Regions from separate parts of the Mus musculus genome. Here region 2 is linked to region 1. The links are chromatin contacts, called in public HiChIP or PLAC-seq maps. All regions are on one chromosome and are shown on one strand. Each heading gives the region's core, a stretch centred on a gene start, on an enhancer-like site or on the middle of the called end of the contact. The rest is flanking DNA. Distances are from core to core; before and after follow the strand shown. Region 1 has its middle 5.2 kb from the start of Gm42397. Region 2 has its middle 32 kb from the start of Gm36260.

Region 1 (3,901 bases), core at 497-2,996:
TATATTCTCAGAATAGTCCTGTGGATAGACAGTCTTCCTCCTAATTTATGGATGGAAACTCTTAAGACTAAAAGTTTGGTACATTAACTAGAGCCAACTAGAGAAGAGTGGGTGGCATGATATAGTCTTTTATTCTGCTTTGCAATCACATTGCAGTGTACAAACAGGAGCTAAGACAGAATTTTATATACCAGTGCTCACTCACAGTCAATTCTTCATGGAGTGGTTAGGGAAATTTAGTAAGGTATAAGACAGAAAACCATGCTGTCAGATTCAAACACATCAGGTTCAAACACATCACTGGCCTCATATTATACTCAGGATAAAGTCCCAATATACAAGATCAGTTCTTCCTTCCTTCCTGGCTTCCCCTACAACTCAGATTCAACCCCACTGACCTGTCTGCCTTTTACCGTGTCTCTCAATCGGAAGTCACAGCGTCCCTTGCGCTAATCCTCTGAAAACCAGGGTGATATATTTTTGCTTCAAACAGATATTTTTCTCTCAAGTCATGCCTGGTCATTCCCTTCTCTGCTTAGCCGTCTCACCTGCTCAGAGGGCTTTTCTGTTCCACCCTGTAGCACCTGCTCCTTTTTCCCATTTCCTCACTATATAATCACCATGTTTTTCTTCTGAGAGTTTCACCATTGGCAGGTACCACTGTATGTGGGTATCTGAGAGTTTCTTTGCTTCTATCCCTAGCATAAGAGCTGAGAAATTCAGTAACTGTCCCTGTTCATGGTATTTCCCCACTGCCTACCTGGCATTCCATAGGTTTGTAATAAACCAAGTAAAAATTTAATGAACTGCTATTCTGTCAGAAGTGCGTGGGCAACTTTGATCTTTCTGCCTCACTGGATTCTTCCTTTCCACTTATGAAAGAGAGAGCATCATGTGGGGTTCAGAACCCCAAAATGATTGAACATTGACATCTGATCCAAGAGAAGGTACCTGTACTGAGTAGGACAGAAGCTCTAAAATAAATCTCCAAAGGCATGCTCAATTCCAAGGTGATTTTTACATTGTTAGAGGGCAGTGGTTTTCAACCTTCCTAATGCTGTTACCCTTTAATACAGTTCTTCATGTTGTGGTGACCCCCAACCACAAGTTATTTCATTGATCCTTCATAACTGAACGTTTGTTGCTGTTATAAATAGTATTGTATATAGCTGATGGGCAGGATACCTGATATGCAACTGCAAAGGGCTCACAACCTGCAGACTGAAAACTCCTGTTCAAAGGAAATTGGTGCTACTTTTAACTATACCAAGAGTAGTCTTATCTGGCCCTAAGATAAAAATTTATTTATAAAGCTAAAAAGATAAACTCCCATATACTAGTTAATAAGTTGTGAGTGTTGTGTACAATGTATACTATGTCATTATATATATATATATATATATAATACCATATATATATAGATGCATATGCCCTCATCTAGTTTCCTTGAGATACAAATTCTTCTCCCGAATCCATGCTGATGTCAAGTGCCTTGTGGTTTTGAAGGATGTGTGCCACGTGAGATGTGCTTAGATGGATAGAAATAACATTTGCAAACAACCGAGCCTAGCTCTGTTGCCTGAGCCAAACAATCAGAGTCAGGTTCAAAGCTACCCATCTCTGTCAGATCTCCCCACTCTCCCCACCCTTCCACAGCTTCATGTCATTCCCAGCACCTCCTCCCTAACACCAATATACAAAGGCACACACACCACAGGGCAACCTCAAATCTATGGAGCACAGCCAAGGATTTGAGGTTGAGGTTTCCTGTGCCAAGTGCTCTCCTGCTAAGCTCCAAATACAACACCCTTTCTTGGCTTTGCTAAAGCTTCCCAACAAATCTTAAACCAGATACACTCCTTTTAATCCTATTGTTACTGTCCTGCATGGTGCCAAAGTAAAGACAAGCTGTGCTTATAAAATGGGGACACTAAGGAGGTATAAGTAGGATACAGAAAACATACTTAGAGCTATTCCCCACAGGGTTAAAGCATGATCTCTCCTAGCCAGGCTTCCTCCTTCCCAGCTCCCCCTTCCTATGCAGTAGTAAGTAAATAAATGAGCCAACAAGGACCCCTCTACTGTGTTTTCTTTTGAGAGGATAGTGTACTGTAAAGGCTTTGTGGTTTCAATTTAATTCACAGAGAAAGCCAAAGCACCTACTATGAACACGACGCCGAGGCTGCACATATATCCTCCGATTTACCATTATCACGCCCCCAGTGAAAGGAGACAAGAGTGAGCCAGGGACCGCAGCTTACAGAAGTTTCATTGATTTACGATCAAACAAACATTTATGGGAATGTGACTGCCATTCAAAATCCAATACCGAGGGCTCAAACATCCAAGCTTTTACTCGCTTGCTTCTAATATTCAAGAATGCAAATAAATTAATAAATACATACATAAATAAGCATGCATGTCCTTCAAGTGATGAAGGAAAGACGCCAACTTTATACATTTGTGTAAGAGTGATGAAACTAAGAAGAAGGAAACCAAAAAAGACAAGAGGCAGGGAGCTGCAAAGATGGCAGAACTGGGCAAACATGATGCCAACATTAGATGTGCTGATATGGCGTGCATCCGATTGCTGAAAGTCACAGGTGTCTGTTTTACCTGCAGCCTGCCCCCTTCATGCAGGTTGAAAGCCTTTGAAGCAATCAAGCAGTAAACTGGTTGATAGGATGTGGCTTCCTTGCTGACCCTACTCTGTTGGGAGAGAGGATTCCTAGTGAGCAAGACCAAGGGCTGATGAATTAGTGCTTTTTACCAGCAGGGGTTCTGCACCCCTTCCTTTCTGAGGTGAAGTCACCCAATATAACCTCCATCTCAAAGGCTGTGACAGCTCTTTGTCACACAGAACTTCTGAGGGGAAAACTAGAAAAAATGGATAGGAAATAAATATGAAAATACAAAGGTAGGGGGAAAGAGTTGATTTTCAGAATTACATAGATTGACTAACAGGGGCCTGAACCTGTGCAAAAGTTGAGAATGTGATCAATTCAATTGCACATATTATTAAATCTGCCGCCTTCGGCAAAGGTGCCACCCAGCTGCCACCAGTATAGCTCTTCCAAGTGGCTGGCATAGCAAGTATAATTCACTGGGTAGCGCGACTGTACCCAACTCAGACAGACATCCTGAAAACATGCCATATAGACACCCATCTCTCAAATTTTAAATGAGGGCTCCTTGAGGCATAACAACAAAACAAACGATCTTTCCTCTCCGTGTGTCTTATAAGATGAGTGACCTTAGTCATGAATCTGAACTTCATTTCGGATACAGAGAACCCACTGGGACCAACTCCATTTCAGAGTCTCTGCTTCCACAGATCCTTGCACGATGCTTCCCATGCGTAAGTGTTAGATACAGTTTGAAGCCTCCTTTTCCCACAACTGTTGCTTCGGAGCAATTTCTTGGATTGACATCTGTGCATTTCTTTCCATCAAATCCAGAGATGCTAAACTGACAACCCTCTGGTCAGATATTAAAATGTACAATCCCTCCTACTCTTGTAACGCTTGGATGATGTGCAGTTATTGTTCTGAAATCCAGTCATTGGAGTTGAAAGATAAATATTATTCCATATCTTATTGAATAAAATATATTATATCACAGGTGATGGAGACAGATTGACTCAATAAATTCTAATAGTGTATGCTGAGAAATAGTGGCAATAAAAACGCTGATGGCCCGACCCGGGGAGAATATTGAATGTCATTAACATGCCATTTCCTCTGTTCTGATCTCCCCATCCTGTTCTTTACACTGTTATAATCTCTGTCGCAGGGTTTTCCTTTGGCTCATCAGCCTGAGAAAAAGAGTGTCCATTTTTTCGCTGCCTTAAATTACCCAGAACTCTGCTGACTGAAGAAATGAAGTAGCAGCATAAAGTGCA
Region 2 (3,657 bases), core at 77-2,576, 460 kb after region 1:
TTATCACATACAGGTCCTTAAGTTGGAGCAACTCAGGAAGCGAGGGATTGGAAAGGAATGGAAGGGCAAGGGAAAAAGGCAAAAGCAGAAAGGGGCAGGGGCAGGGGCAGGGGCAGGGGCAGACAGCCCTCTACTGCTCTACTAGGTATAAAATGTGACTCAGTTTCTTCAATCTGGTGACTAAGCACTTAATACCCATGTAAGCTTTACCTCTCATGGATTTGTGCCAGAATTCAGAATATAGCATTGTGGTATCTGCGCAAACACAACTAGAAGAGTAGCAAGAAAATCAGCCAGGTAAAGTGCTGTCTGTCCTTCAGTCTCCTGGTCCAAAAATACCCAGATTACCCCCATACTGAGACATAGATCCCTGTGATAACATCAGATCACAATGTTAGCTCTTGAGTTTGTTTCAACACTGCCTCTGTCTCTTAAGTTTGGGGATTCTATGTGCTACTATGCCTGGCCCATACTATTATGTATTTTTAATGGGATTCTTTTCACTTCCATTTCCAGGATGAACAACTGTGATAAAGTAGTGGAATACCAAAAATAAAACTTTGCCCGAAATGATTTCAGCTCTTTCAGCCTGGTCCTCTTAAAAAACAACATACAACAACAATCGACAGATTAAATACGTAAGATCACCTGAGAATCATGATTTTCCCCCCTCTGTGGTTTATTCAGAAGTCAATTTGAAAATTATGAGAATGTATAATAACAGAAAGGTTGAAGGAAAATGCTCCTAAGTTAGTTCCTGTGTTTGATTTACTTAGAAGGGACACTAACCCCCGTAGAAAGGTGGTATCAGCTACTCCCTGAATGTCAGCTGCAGGCTTGCTTTCTACAGAGTTGCCCATGAGGGACAAATGAGGGAACGAAAGCAGATAAGTTCCAGAAACAGTCTGTTGGGTTTTTGTTTGTTTGTTTGCTTGTTTCTCAAAAAAAAAAAAAAAAAAAAAAAAAAAAAAAAGAGTGACTTTCGCTTCACTTAGTGGCTTTAAGAGCCGGGTGCACAGACTAAGGTTACAAAGTAGCCTTGGCGTCCCTTACATTGTTCTTTACAGGCTCTTGACACAGGCTCTGTGACTAACAGAAAGAGGCGGATCTTGAAGCAGATTGATCTAGAAACAAGGGTCCCCGAGAGCAGTTTCACTAGCGACTTGGGAGTCTAGAATGAGCCCCCAGGCTCCTCCGCCTTCCTCATGCCAGAGCTGCGGAGCCAGGAGCCAGGCTTTCCACCTCAAGCATCAAGGGCTATTGTAACAGCAATGTGCTAAAGCGCCACAATGGAGGATTAGGATAGAGACCGGAGGACTGACCTCTACTAAAAATAAAATTTGGCTCCCCTTGGGAATTCCTTCATGGATTGTGCAACCATGTACAGAATGCTTCAGGGACCGGCATATTTTCTGCCTCCCCCAACCCCCCAACCCCCCTTCACCAACAGACTTGGTGTACTCTGCCGTCCACACTGAAGACCACAGCTGTTTTGTTTGGACAGGCTGGTCTCAAAGTTTGAGCTTGCACACAAAAGGCTTATCACCGACACCAGCCTTTCTCTGACAGCTGTTTTCTTTCCCAGCCCCAGGGCTTTGGTTAAAGGAAGAAAAAAAAGGGGGGGGGGTTGCTGAAGAGAGAAACCGGGTTATCAGTAAACTCCAGTAGATACCTGCCTTCGAGACCTGAGGGAGACTCTCACACACTTTAATGCCACGCCGAACAACTAGTTTGATAAACTATTCATTCTCTCCTTAAAAGATGGTGTGGAAGCTGAGCCCAAATTACTTCCTATTAAAAAAAAAAAAAAAAAAAAAAAAAAGGCGAGGTACATTACAAGGGCTGCTATGCACGGAAAAGCGTGCCTGTGATCATGAGTTTGTGAGGTGTATCGTATCCCAGTAGCATGAGGCTGGCTGGAGGGAATCAGCTCCAGGTATGTGCGTGCTGCATCTAGGAGAACTGATAAAATCAGGGTCCTGTCAGCTGTGTAAATTGAGAGGAAGAGCCAACTTCAGCGGCTTCCTTCGGGAAGGTTGGTTTTGTGCTGGCGAACTGCTCCCCCTGGTGGATCCGCAGCTGCCATGTTCACAGAACCGTTCTGCAGGGACCAAAGGCGGTTAGAGGCAAACCCTCTGGAGGAAAGTTAACTTCAGGGCGCCCTCATCAATTCCAGCAGAATCCCTCCTGTGTATCATTGAGACTCTCTTATCTTCCCACCTTGTCACGTCCTGTGTCTGTTCTTCTTACCAGGGTCTTGTTGATTTGACGGGCATGAAAAAAAATCTCTTTTTGGTTCTCTATTTTATTTTATTTCCCTTTAAAAGTAAATCTAGATATATACAAGAAGGAAATTACCCACAGAGGGAACATTTTATTGTGACACCACTGTTTTCCATACACCCTATCCACTGTTGGGCATCTCGTTCATTCATACCTAGGCTCCTTGTTGTACTTATATGTTCTATAAGTTATATGAATTCCTGAAGACCAACTTGTTCCCATTAGTATACATTTCAGTGCTGATGTAAATAATTGATGTTGTTGTTTTTACTAAGAATGTTTTCTGTGTGCCCTGCTATGCAAGGATAGGAGGTGATGTTAACTGGGCATGGACAATTGTCTAGATCAAGTCTCTCACTTTTGAACATTCTGTAAAGTCAAACTGCAGCCTCTTTTCGAACACTTTATAAGCCAAATAAGGAGGGATTTTAAATATTTATTTAACAAGACATATTTTAAATAACCTACATATGTAAATAGAACGTTCTTAGCCTGTACATTATTGCCAGGTCGATTCTCATGTTCTGATATATAATTAATTACAGGCTTATTCCTCTGTAAACCAAAGCAGGAAATAATTCAGAGATGCCAGGTCACCAATGCCAACGAAATTGTAATACCTTCTTTTCAGCAGAATCGGCAAAAGAAATGTTGAGACAGTAATATCTGAGGTGTTCCAGGGAAAGTCTGTCTAGACGGTTGCTTGTTATCCTCATTTTGTCGCTCTCTCCTGATGCCCTCTGAGTCCTGAGACCTTCTCTCTCTGCTACCTAGGTGAGCTTGGAATAAGCACCTTCTAAGTTGAAAGCGAACTACCACATGGGTTCTGCGGATTGAACTCAGTTCACTGGGATTTTTCAGCAAGCTCCTCTTCTCCACTCAACCATCTTGCCAGCCCTTACACTTAATTTTTGATTGTATAAAATAAGTGTATTGTTATTTAAGTCCATGGTGTCACAAGTGTGTCCATAAAGCCAAAAACCTACATAAAATATTAAACTCAAACTCTGTGGAGTATCTTACCAGCTCAACCTCAGTGGGTTAATATTAACTTCATAGGAAAATGAAGGAAAGGCGAAACTATGTTAGTCTGTAGCTAACAATACAAATGAAAAACACTTAGGAATAATTCGTTCATGTCACGAGGACACACCAACCCACTGAGTGACAAACCTCCATTAGCAGCCCTGATCACACTTTCCCACACTCAGCACTTAATGCTCAGTGGACACTTTTGCTGTACTATATCAATAGATACTTTAAAAAATTGGGCATATAAACTAAGGGGAAAAAACAAAGCTGTTTGGTAGTTTGAAATGATGACATTGGGTTCAAAAATCTATGCCTGCATTGATATTATATCTCAGTGGTTAA

The links. HiChIP or PLAC-seq counts read pairs in DNA pulled down with a chosen protein or histone mark.
Region 2: an H3K27ac HiChIP or PLAC-seq map of heart atrium shows a contact between it and region 1, with 6 times the contacts expected there. The contact joins two enhancer-like sites. A contact is called at or near these places in 2 of 484 Hi-C or Micro-C datasets (embryonic stem cells and palatal mesenchyme) and 2 of 115 datasets of contacts at active chromatin or transcription factors (heart atrium and neural tube).

Annotation. Positions count from the first base shown.
Region 1 is chr7:70,950,780-70,954,680 of GRCm38.p6, forward strand. No RefSeq gene overlaps it. Among named protein-coding and RNA genes, the nearest start is that of Gm42397, 5.2 kb to the right of the region's middle. Within about 2 kb of position 1,747, at least 4 of the 459 cell types and tissues checked have an H3K27ac peak or open chromatin away from gene starts, as enhancers often do. A contact at or near this core is called in heart atrium, where this site is marked.
Region 2 is chr7:71,410,300-71,413,956 of GRCm38.p6, forward strand. No RefSeq gene overlaps it. Among named protein-coding and RNA genes, the nearest start is that of Gm36260, 32 kb to the left of the region's middle. Within about 2 kb of position 1,327, at least 73 of the 459 cell types and tissues checked have an H3K27ac peak or open chromatin away from gene starts, as enhancers often do. A contact at or near this core is called in heart atrium, where this site is marked.